3 separate regions of the Mus musculus genome follow, and regions 2 and 3 are each linked to region 1. The links are chromatin contacts, called in public HiChIP or PLAC-seq and promoter capture Hi-C maps. All regions are on one chromosome and are shown on one strand. The core of a region is the stretch at or near the end of the contact, and the rest is flanking DNA. Distances in the headings are between cores, read along the strand shown. Region 1 has its middle 28 kb from the start of Gm5086. Region 2 overlaps Gm33390 (a long non-coding RNA gene). Region 3 holds the start of Hexb (hexosaminidase B).

What was found. Promoter capture Hi-C pulls out the DNA fragments that hold promoters and counts their contacts. HiChIP or PLAC-seq counts read pairs in DNA pulled down with a chosen protein or histone mark.
Region 2: an H3K27ac HiChIP or PLAC-seq map of embryonic stem cells shows a contact between it and region 1, with 5 times the contacts expected there. The contact joins two enhancer-like sites. A contact is called at or near these places in 1 of 39 promoter capture datasets (cranial neural crest), 3 of 484 Hi-C or Micro-C datasets (bone marrow-derived macrophages and embryonic stem cells), 14 of 115 datasets of contacts at active chromatin or transcription factors (cardiomyocytes, differentiating embryonic stem cells, embryonic midbrain and 2 more) and 1 of 9 other capture datasets (embryonic stem cells).
Region 3: a promoter capture Hi-C map of embryonic stem cells shows a contact between it and region 1, with 4 times the contacts expected there. The contact joins the promoter of Hexb here to the enhancer-like site in region 1. A contact is called at or near these places in 1 of 39 promoter capture datasets (embryonic stem cells), 1 of 484 Hi-C or Micro-C datasets (embryonic stem cells), 11 of 115 datasets of contacts at active chromatin or transcription factors (bone marrow-derived macrophages, embryonic stem cells, microglia and 1 more) and 3 of 9 other capture datasets (adipose tissue, embryonic stem cells and macrophages).

Annotation. Positions count from the first base shown.
Region 1 is chr13:97,586,447-97,589,820 of GRCm38.p6, forward strand. No RefSeq gene overlaps it. Among named protein-coding and RNA genes, the nearest start is that of Gm5086, 28 kb to the left of the region's middle. Within about 2 kb of position 1,820, at least 10 of the 459 cell types and tissues checked have an H3K27ac peak or open chromatin away from gene starts, as enhancers often do. A contact at or near this core is called in differentiating embryonic stem cells and embryonic stem cells, where this site is marked.
Region 2 is chr13:97,290,585-97,293,917 of GRCm38.p6, forward strand. Gm33390 (a long non-coding RNA gene) reads right to left here. Exons shown (of 3, transcript XR_382781.1): 3 at 3,130-3,156. Among named protein-coding and RNA genes, the nearest start is that of Gm33390, 6.9 kb to the right of the region's middle. Within about 2 kb of position 1,642, at least 52 of the 459 cell types and tissues checked have an H3K27ac peak or open chromatin away from gene starts, as enhancers often do. A contact at or near this core is called in differentiating embryonic stem cells and embryonic stem cells, where this site is marked.
Region 3 is chr13:97,196,728-97,200,387 of GRCm38.p6, forward strand. Hexb (hexosaminidase B) reads right to left here and starts at 1,630. Exons shown (of 14, transcript NM_010422.2): 1 at 1,299-1,630. The coding sequence starts at 1,534.

The sequences.
Region 1 (3,374 bases), core at 570-3,069:
TGCTGGAGATAAGCACTTTCTAATGACCCAACAGTTTTTCCTCCTTTCTGAACATACTCTATACCCTACATCCCACATATGCATGCACACATTTCTAAAACAAAATTTACCTTTAACATTCTTTATGTCTGTATAGAATCAGACAAGGCGTTCTAAATAGACTCCTACAATGAATTCATTCCAGTTCCTGCCTCAGGTCTATATGACCAATGAACCTTGTCTCTGCGTCAGTCTCCTTTTCCTCTCCCAGTCTATCATGACACAGACATTCACATTTCTTCATGGAAAGGACATCATTAGTATATCTATGACGCATGTTTTCTCATCGTCGGCATTTAATTGGCTGAGATGTTCACTGTGACTTTCCCATACATGACCAAGGCAACAATAGAGAGGCCCTCATCACTGAGAAACTTTCCAAACAGTTTCTAAGCTGATCTCCACTCAGCATCCAACTTCCCTATTCCCTACACCACGATCTTATATACAGAGTGTGATGGATAATCTGGGTCGTCAACTTGACACACCTGGAAAGAGAAGAGAACCTGAGATGAGGAATTGTCTCCATCTGATCTACCTGTGGAGTGTTTCTTCCTTGCAACATTTCTAATTGATGTTGGAGGGTTCAGCCCACTGTGCAAGGTACCATCCTTAGGTAAGTGAACATGGGCTCTATAGGAAAGGTAACAGAACTTGGAGATGGAGAGGAGGCAGCAGTTAAAAGCCCTTGTTTCTGCAGGAGACAGAGGATGGAAGAGTGAGGAGGTGGAGGGAGTTCAGCTCCCAACACCCAGGTTGGTAGCTCACACTGTCTGTAGCTTCAGTCACAGGGGGAGCTGATGCCCTCTTCTGGCCTCCGTGGGTACCACACACATGTGGTCTATATATGTAGACCAGGCACAATTTGTCTACTCATGCAAAAATAAATGAATTAAAAAAAAGAGTTAGAAGAAAGGTAGTAGAACTTGATCCTGGATGCAGTCTAGTAAGCAGTGCCCCTCCAAGGTCTCTGCTTCAGTTCCTGCCTCCAGTTCCTGCCTTGGCTTCCCCTTTGATAAGAGACTGTATCATCTCTAGGCTGCCATGATCTCTTCCCCAAGTTGCTCTTGGTCATGCTTTATCACAGCAACAGAAAGCAAACCAGGACACATGTTTACCAATCAGTAAGGCAGGGGGTAGGGATGATAGGGACAGGACACCTTCCTGATGCCAGCTCTATCCTGGGAGACTGTCACCCATGTTCCTCAATCAAACTCTTTGTTGTGCTGGGTTTTGTTTCTATAAAATTCAAACAAGGCATCAAGACACTGTGTCAGAAACTTTAAAGAGTCAGATGAATCAGATGGTTGGGGAGGAAGGGAGGGAGGGAGGGAGGGAAAAGGGAGGGAGGGAGAGAGGGAGGGAGAGGAAGAACAGAGTGAGATCTCTGACTATGAGTGGGCTAGGAGCACTTTTCTTCCTGAAGGTGTGCAACTAGCTGCAGTTACCAAAAGAAATTCAGTACTTATCAAATTAGTAGGCTTAGAAAGAAAACAAAAACAAAAACAAAAAAATACAAAATCAAATCAAAACAATACAAACAAGCCCTCACTCTGAACTGTGGATCAGGAGAGGTAGCGTCAGGTCCTGACTGGAATGCAGCTGAGCTCAGAGCAGGCAGGAGACTGAGCTGGCCTCTCTCCTTAGGAAGAGCATCCCCCTAAACCCCCTACCCCCACTCCCCCACCCCCACAGGAAGAAGCAATTCACAGTTATTATGGTAGGCTTAATAGGGGGAGATTTCCATTAAGTCAGAGGGGTTTCTGAGTCAGCCCATTGATTAACACCACTTGAGAAGCACCAGGGGCGGCTGTGAAAGACATTGTCATTCAGCAGGTTGAGGCCAACCTCACCTCCCCTAAATGCAAACTTGTGGATTTGCTACAGAGTCCCTCAAATTCTCAAAAAAAAAAAAGCCCTTCTTTTGACCTATCATGCAGTACAGTCAGGAATGCTGTGGTTTGAATCTCAAATATCCTCTAGAATCCATGTTCTGCACATATTGTGAGAATATGCTACTGCCTTGCGAGACTGTGGACCCTTCACAGAATGGGGGCTATTTGTGAGATGCCTTCAGATTGGGCAGAGCTAGGTTGTTTAGGGTCTACCTTCTTTATTTTTTAAAACTCTCTCTCTGCACCCCCCCCCACGCTCTTTCGTGCATGTAAGATCATACCCAGGTGGCTGCAGCAAGTGCTTTTGCCTGCTGTGCCATCCTGCCAGCCCTCAGACCCCCCCTCCCCCGCACTTTGGAGATGTAGCCTTGTCCTGATATTGGTCCCCCTCTTTGCTTCCTGGTTAGCCATCGTGGGAACATCTACCAAGCATACTTCTTCCTCCATGGACTGAGTTATCCTAGCATGCCTTTCCCAATATTATAGACTGAAATTATGAGCCAGAATACAACATCCCCTCCCTTATATTGTTTCTGTCAGCTATTCTGGTCACAGTGACACAGAGAAGTCGCTGATACAGAGAAGTACTGCCTTCCCACACTCCTTTGTCATTTGTGTGTCCCTCTCCCGTGTTCTGTGCTTCTCTAGATGCACCCACAATAACAAAGCCCAACACTTCTTGGACCCTCATTTCTGTGGTTGGGGTCTGTGTGACCCTCTCCTATAAATATGGTTCGCCTCCTTCAAATGCACAGTGCCGAGGGCTGGGCCTGATTGTGGCTGTGTGTGTGTGTGTGTGTGTGTGTGTGTGTGTGTGTGTGTGTGGTAGAATCCTTATTGCCTTCCTGGATGGACTGGGTTAGCTATTGGGAGAGTGAGTTGCTATTAATAAAGGCTATGCTACTCGCTGGGCTTCCTGGGCTTGGCCTCTTTCATACATGCCGGTGTTTCCCCCTTTCTCTCTACCAGGAGTTGGAGTACCCGAGGCCCTTCTTTAATAGGGCTACCTAATCTGGAATATCTCAGACCTGAGAGCCAAAAGAAACCTTTTCTTTATATACCACAGGCATCCTCTGATAGCACCAGAGAATGGACTCAATCAGATTTATATAGGAAACCTAAGGAAGAGAGAAGTTAAATAACCGCCTCTTTAGTGTTAGTAGCTATTAAGAGAAGCAGGAAAGAGGGTTTATCAGAGCCTGGATTCTTCATTGCCCTGTGCATTCAGGCTGATATAGTTGGCTCCGTACCTTTTCATGGTCTCCTGTGGAACCTAGTGGCCCTTTACAAGTTCATCTACTGAAAAGGTCAGCTTAGGAACTTTGGGAAGGTCATGAAACACTTGCCCCTCTGTAAGGGAGAGGCTAATTAACATTTCTCAGATCACAGGACGGAACTGATCTCGACCTCGGGTGGGGACACATTCCACAGGAAGACTGT
Region 2 (3,333 bases), core at 392-2,891, 300 kb before region 1:
TTTGTCATTGCTGTTGTGGACAGACGTAATGGTAGAGGGTCTGAGTGTCTTATGGCCTTTGCGTGAAGATCAGAAGATGGCTCTGTCGAGTTTGTTCTCTCCTTCCTTCATTACATGGGTTCCAGGTGTCCAAGTCAGGTCACCAAGCTTGCCTGGCAAGTGCCTTGATTTACCAAGGCATCTTGCTGGCCCATTAGGAAAATTTTTTAGAAAAATTGGCTATATAGAAGTTGAGGATCTGGCAGTTCATCATCATGAAGAAATGGCCAACTTAGTGTGAATCTTTCCAGGCACAGACGTCCATACAGAAGCCCTAGGGGAGCTGTTAGCAATTCCTCTAGGCTCTGCCCAACCGTTACCTAGCAACAGCTTGTGTCTCCACCCTCCAGGTATGAGACAGGAGCCAGGCTTATAAGAAGACCACTGGAGACCTCTGTGTCTCCCTCTCTCTCTCACACCTCTCCTTCCCTTCCTCCCTCCCTCCCTCCCTCCCTCCCTCCCTCCCTCCCTCTCTTCCTCCCTCCCTTACCTCTCTCTTCCTCTAACCTCATGCGTCCCTGCCGGCCTCTTCCTCTTTGGTCCTTCCTCATTCCTCTGTCTATTCTTCTCTGTCCCCCTTCCTTCCTCTGCCTCTACCCCTTTTGCAGGTCCCCTTCCCATCTCACTAATAAACCTTCCTTATGTTAGGTCTGTAGCGTGACTGATTCCTCCGGGGACACTTTGGCAGGGCCGGCTGAGGTGCTTCTTCCTGTCACACTTTGTCAGACACAACAGGAGTGGCCTTGCAGCTCAGCACTTGGGCTATCTGGTCACAGCCCAGCCATAGGTAGCCTTGGCTGACCAGGCCAGGCTTTCTCGCTAGATCTCACTCTTGCCAAGCCCTGGGCTCTGGCCGCTGGAGCCACAGACTCCTAAAGGCAGGCATCGATTTTTCCTGCTGTGTGTCCTGTTCACTGTCTGGAATTACTGTTCTCCAGACGTCTGCTTCTCCTCTCCAGCCAAAGCCAGCTGGACTCACTCTCAAGGGGAAGACAGAGTTGGGATGTATGGTGTGTCCCTGTCCTGCAGTATTACATGGCCCTGGGTTGTCCTCTCCTGTGTGTCTTTTCTATGTGCGTGTGCGTGAGTGCGCGTGCGTGCGTGCGTGCGTGCGTGCGTGCGTGCGTGCGTGTGTGTGTGTGTGTGTGTGTGTGTGTTATGGGGGTGGGAGGGTTTGTAGCACCATTAGCCACAAAGTGTTTGTCTTAAATTCCAGTCCTGAGCAAGGAGTGCTCTGATATATAGTCTCTGGTGTCCCCTTCCAGTACCTAGCACAGGGGTGCTGATCTGTCAATTGGTTCATTATGTTACCTTAAAAAACAACAACAAAATAAAACTAAACCAAACCAAATCAAAAACCATTGGATAGGAAAGACACTTGCTTAAGTTAATGTGTGTGTGTGTGTGTGTGTGTGTGTGTGCGCGCGTGCATATGTACACATACACACACACACACACACACACACACACACACACACACACACAAGCCCCATCTGTCTCTCCATCTGTCCATCTGTCTGTTTGCCTGCCCAACGAGTTTGACTTTGTCTTCAGTCACAGCTTGGGAAGCCATAGGAACCAGACATCTGTGCCCTTAGCTCCAAGGGCAGTGGTGTGTGGGTGACTCGCAAGCTGGCCGGGGCTTGTGGAGCAGCTGTGAGCGCACAGGACTACCCTTTTGTTCAAAGAAAAGGAAAGACAAAGTCTACGTGCCAATGAGGTAAAGAGAGACCCTGGTTCCTCAGACAGGAATTTCAGAACTTCAGTGGTGTCTTTGTGGCTGGTCCCTAATCTTTTCTTTTTCAAATTTCTCTCAAAGGATGATTAAGACATCTTTAATTAACTATTAAAACCCAAGTGTTCTAACACAGAGGACAAGATTTACAAAATCCTTTTAATTACCGGAACCAGATTTTTTCCCCCTGATCTGTAAATACCTGTTTACTCCGCAACCAAATTTGGCTTTAATTAAACTGGCTGTCGGGGGTGAGGGGTGGGGTGTTGAGAGCTGGGAAACGCCTCAATTTGCATTCGCGCTGCTTTTAATGGCGCTGGCTTCACAGTGAGGATCAGAGGCTGGGGTAATTTATTGTTGAAACTGGAAAATCGGGCAAAAGGGGATTTGCTTCCCATATAGGAACTCATGGAAATGACACACACCCTTGCCACTTCTGATTTATTCAATGTGTAGTAGTGGGATTACCGGAAAGTCCTTCAGTGATATGAGATTAGCTCTCTCTCTCTCTCTCTCTCTCTCTCTCTCTCTCTCTCTCTCTCTCTCCATACACACACACCCCATTGATTCGTTGAAACTAGCAGCCAAGTTTATGGTTCTAATGACAAGGAAAGAAAACCCAGAGCCAGCTCTCCTCTGTTCAGCTTTCTGTTTAATATTCAATAAGGTGCACAGTTTGTTGAGAAAATAAGGGTGGTGTTTTGCCATCCCCTTACGGATTTCAGTCAACACACGGAGGTGTTGGGAATGATCTGCTAAGCCCATTTCCCTGCCTTGAACCATCTGGTTCAAATTCTGTCTACCTGCTTGGGGTGCAGCAGCTTTGTCTGCCTGTACAGACAGGGAAGTCACAACTCATTAACAGTTTAGGGTAAATCCCTGTGGAAATGTGCAACTTTACTATTGTGGTAGGTCTCCCCTAGGGAGCAAATTAGATAGGGCTTTTATGTAAACCAAAGAAATGTTAGGTATATTGGGAGATCTGAAGAGGATCTGGAGGTGGGGGGAATAGAACTAATGTATTATTTTAAATGGGAACAAACTTGTGTGTCATAATCTGACTGGTCGCTGAGTTCGGCGGGAAGTGGCCAAGTGACACTGAAATACATTGAAATAGGGACACATGCATAGTAACAGAAACAGAAGCAGGTTGTATCTCAGTCTCCTACAGGAGTCAGAATCCAGATGGAGACCAGCTATGACATCTACAGATTCACCTTGATGTCTCCATGTTGGAGGCTAGAAAGCATCTTCTGGGGCTGGAGAGATGGCTCAGTGGTTAAGAGCACTGACTGCTCTTCCAGGCCCTGAGTTCAATTCCCAGCAACCACATGGTGACTTACAACCATCTGTAATGGGGTCCGATGCCTTCTCTGGTGTGTCTGAAGATATAAATGAAATAACATAAGTCTTTTAAAAAATGAGAAAGCTTCATCTGTTTTAGTGTCCTGAATACAATCATGCCTGAATCACAAGGTTTCAGCCAGAGAGTTAAGTCACAGCTTACTAGTGGTTTCTGGGAAATGCTTCTCTTCTGGTAAATTGGAAGAGTTATTGTC
Region 3 (3,660 bases), core at 380-2,879, 390 kb before region 1:
CATTCCCTGGTCAGCTGTTTGGTGTCCTGCAGGCAAAATCAAGTTATAGCTATATGCACCAGACACAGAGAAGAAGTGAAAGCAGGCGACACAGCTAGCACCAAATTACAGTTCCCAGGGGGCAGACCCTTCCGCCCAGGTCTCAAATCGAGAGGGCAGAGGGGGGATCCCATTCAAATACCGTCCCAAATACAATCTACCCTGCAACCAATAAGGTTAGCACAGCCCCTGTTCTTGGCAAGGGTGCCTACCTATGGCTGGCACTCTGTGCCCAGAGAATGCCCGGCTTGACAGTTAAGTGCTAAATGAGGCAAGGGTTTTTAGGAAACCTATTAGAGAGGAAGACAGAGCAACTACTGCCAAGTGTTGGGAAAACAAGAAGAAAAGCAGATGTTACTTAAGAGCCACTTGAAAGGCCATTTGGAAAGACTAACATTTGAATACCTAACATTATTAGGTATGGAACATAGCTCGGAAGGGGGAGGTCTCCTATAAAGTTTCAACTTAAGGTTTCCCCCATTCCCCTGACTACCACCCCAGAGCTCAGAGGTTTAGAACTCTTACTCTCTTACAGAGGACCCAGGTTCGGCTCTCAGCACCCGCATTAGGGGCTCACTCCAAAATTTCATGCCCTGGGCATCTGCAGGTATCTCCACACATGCGGTACACATAAATTCATGCAGTCATATACACTTAACGAAAAAAAAACTGAAGAGACTAAAGATATCTGAATTGTTGCCACATACGGAGCTGAAAGCGACACTGGGGATACCTAGGGCCCTTAAAAGATCCGTATCTAAGGATGCACTCAGAGGAGGTTCACTCTGCAGGCTAGGACCTTGTTCCCTCCCTATCTTTGGAGTCATCTCAACTGCCCATCTGAGGCCCAACAAACTGACTCCAGCAGAGTCACGGGTTCCATTGTTATTCTGTTTTGTTTTGGTTTTTGGAGACAGGGTTTCTCTGTATAGCCCTGGCTGTCCTGGAACTCACTCTGTAGACCAGGTTGGCCTCGAACTCAGAAATCCACCTGCCTCTGCCTCCCGAGTGCTGGGATTAAAGGCGTGCGCCACCACGCCCGGCCGTTGTTATTCGGAACCCATCCTAAGTAGGGTCCCTGAGCACCTAGGGCGCGAAAGAAGAAGCATGAACAGGTCAAGTCTTGGGCTTCAGTCTGCAAAGTTTGGACCTAAGTTAGACTGGCTAGTCATGCTGTCTTCCAGTCCTGTGAGACCCAAGTAGCCCGGCGATCCTTCTCTGTGCCCAAGGTCCCCTCCCCGCTGGGTGGGGCTGCTCACCGCCGAAACGCCTCCTGTAGCAGCGAGCAGGAAGGGCCCGCTGTGGAATTGGGACTGTGGTCGATGCTGAAGTCCTCCGCGGAGATGTACAACAGCCGCGGGAACATCTGCACCGAGCGCGGGAAGGGCCATAGCGCAGGTTGCAGTCGGGCCGGGGCCACTAGGGCCAGCGACACTAGCGACACCAGCGCCTGCAGCAGCAGCAGCCCGGGGGCGCTACGCGGGGACTGCGGCATGACTGCTCCGCGAGTCTGGCTAGGCAGTCTTTGGACCAACCTTCCAGTCTGGGTCGCTGGGAAGAAAGCATCCGTGCCCGGGTCACCAAGTCAGATGACCGAGCTCCCCGCCCGGGCTCCGCCTCCGAGAGGGGATTGGCCCGGAAATTGGGGGCAGGCTCGGTGCAGAGGCGGTCGCGCTCTAGCCGGGATGCTGGGGTGTGGCTCACGCCTGTCACGCCTGAGGAACTTGTTTGTGCAGCCCACTGACAGGCAAGACCTGTCTCTTCCTCCACTCTTCAGGTAGTGTTTTTGTCACTAAATCTGACGGTGGTGGACTCTGATTGATAAAACCTCCCGAGTCAGAATTCCCAGGAGTTGACTTTGGAAGTAATGGGAGGTTAAAATTTATGCATGGAAAAAAAAATAGATAGGGGGAGCATTTAAAACTTGGGATAGACGCGATGGACTACATAAATATTAAAGTGATACAAAGAGAATATTTCTGTAGTGGAGATTAATGTCGATGTATAGTTTTCCAAGGACCTTTATAACGATTAGCTAGGGCGAACGTGCATATGTGTAATCAGAGATTACAGTATGTCTAATCACAGGAAGGCAACTTAGTAAGTAAATAGATGCTAGAAGATTGCTGGAGAGATGGCTCAGCAGTTAAGAACTCTGTTCTCAAAAAGAACCGGGGGGGGGGGTCAATTTCCAGCACCCACTTGGTGGCTCACAACTGCCAATAACTCCAGTCCCAGGGAATACTTCACCCTTCTGGCCTCTGAGGTTACCAGGCACGCATGTGGTACACAGATGTACATACAGATAAAACACCCATACACATTGTGGGGGCTATTCCCGGTTGTCATCTTGTCTATATCTGGAATGAACTACAATCTAGAATTAGAGGGCTCACCTGTGATCCAGATCTTGAGGCTGGGAGACACAAGATTCTGACCTAGATCTTGACACAGAGATCTTGAGACATAGTGGCCATGAAAAGCTTAGGCCCAGGCTAGGTAGGACACACCTTTAATCCCAGGAGAATGAGGCAAGGAGAGCTTTGAGTTCAAGGTCAGCCTGGAACAAAGCAAGTCCCAGATCCAAGCCTGTTGGTATTTACCTTATAATCTGGGCCACACCTTCTGCTGAGGCCTACATAAGGACTTTGGAAGAAGGAGGATTCATTCTTCGCCTGCTTGCACTTAGTTGCCAACACATCTGTTAGAACCTACTTCTGCAGAAGACCAGCTGAAACAATGAGCCTCGTGGGCCTGAGCAGCTACTAGACTCTTGGACTTCCTATTCACAGCTGACCATTGTTGGGTTAGTTGGACTACAGGCTGTAAGTCATCACAGTAAATTCCCTTAATATTTGGAGACATTCTATAAGTTCTGTGACTCTAAAGAACCCTGACTAATACACACACAGGAAAAAAAAATTTTTTTAAAAAAAAAGAAGACTGCTAAGTAGTTCAAAAATTGGGTTGTATCCTACAAGAGCACAGAAATATAACCCGAATTATATCTAGTATAACCACCCCTAGATAAATAAAAGAAGGAATAATAATATTCCACTTATAATGAGGGCAACTTACACAGTAATTTGTGACAGGCCTCTGTATGTAGTATTTGGAGATAAACACATCTAGACACAATCGATATCACCAGACCCCTGTCTCTTCCCCTCTCTTAGAACTACCATCCAGGTTTCCTCTTCTAGCTTCATTTTCTACACTGGATGTTTACAAAGACTTTTCTGGCAGCTCTCTTTTGCACTGCTTGCTGTGCCTGTGTGGTTTGGGTTTGTCTGGATCCTCTTTTTTCCTTGTGTAAATGAGAACCTGCTTGATGTTTTGCTAGGGCATGCACTTGAGAGAGCACATGGTGTAAACAAGGGCTCAGGGCCAGCTCCTTACAGGAAAATGCATGTCTATCCTAATAAAATCCCAACCCCAGTCAAGAAGCTCAATGTCACAGCTTCTCCTTTAGGACAAAGCTAGTGAAGGCCCATAAGCAGCACGCAGCATGGAGAGGCGAGCAGGTGTGTGTAGGCTTGTATTTTTTTTTAAAGATTTATTTATTTATTATTATAGTAAGTACACTGTAGCTGTCTTCAGACACACCAGAAGAGGGAGTCA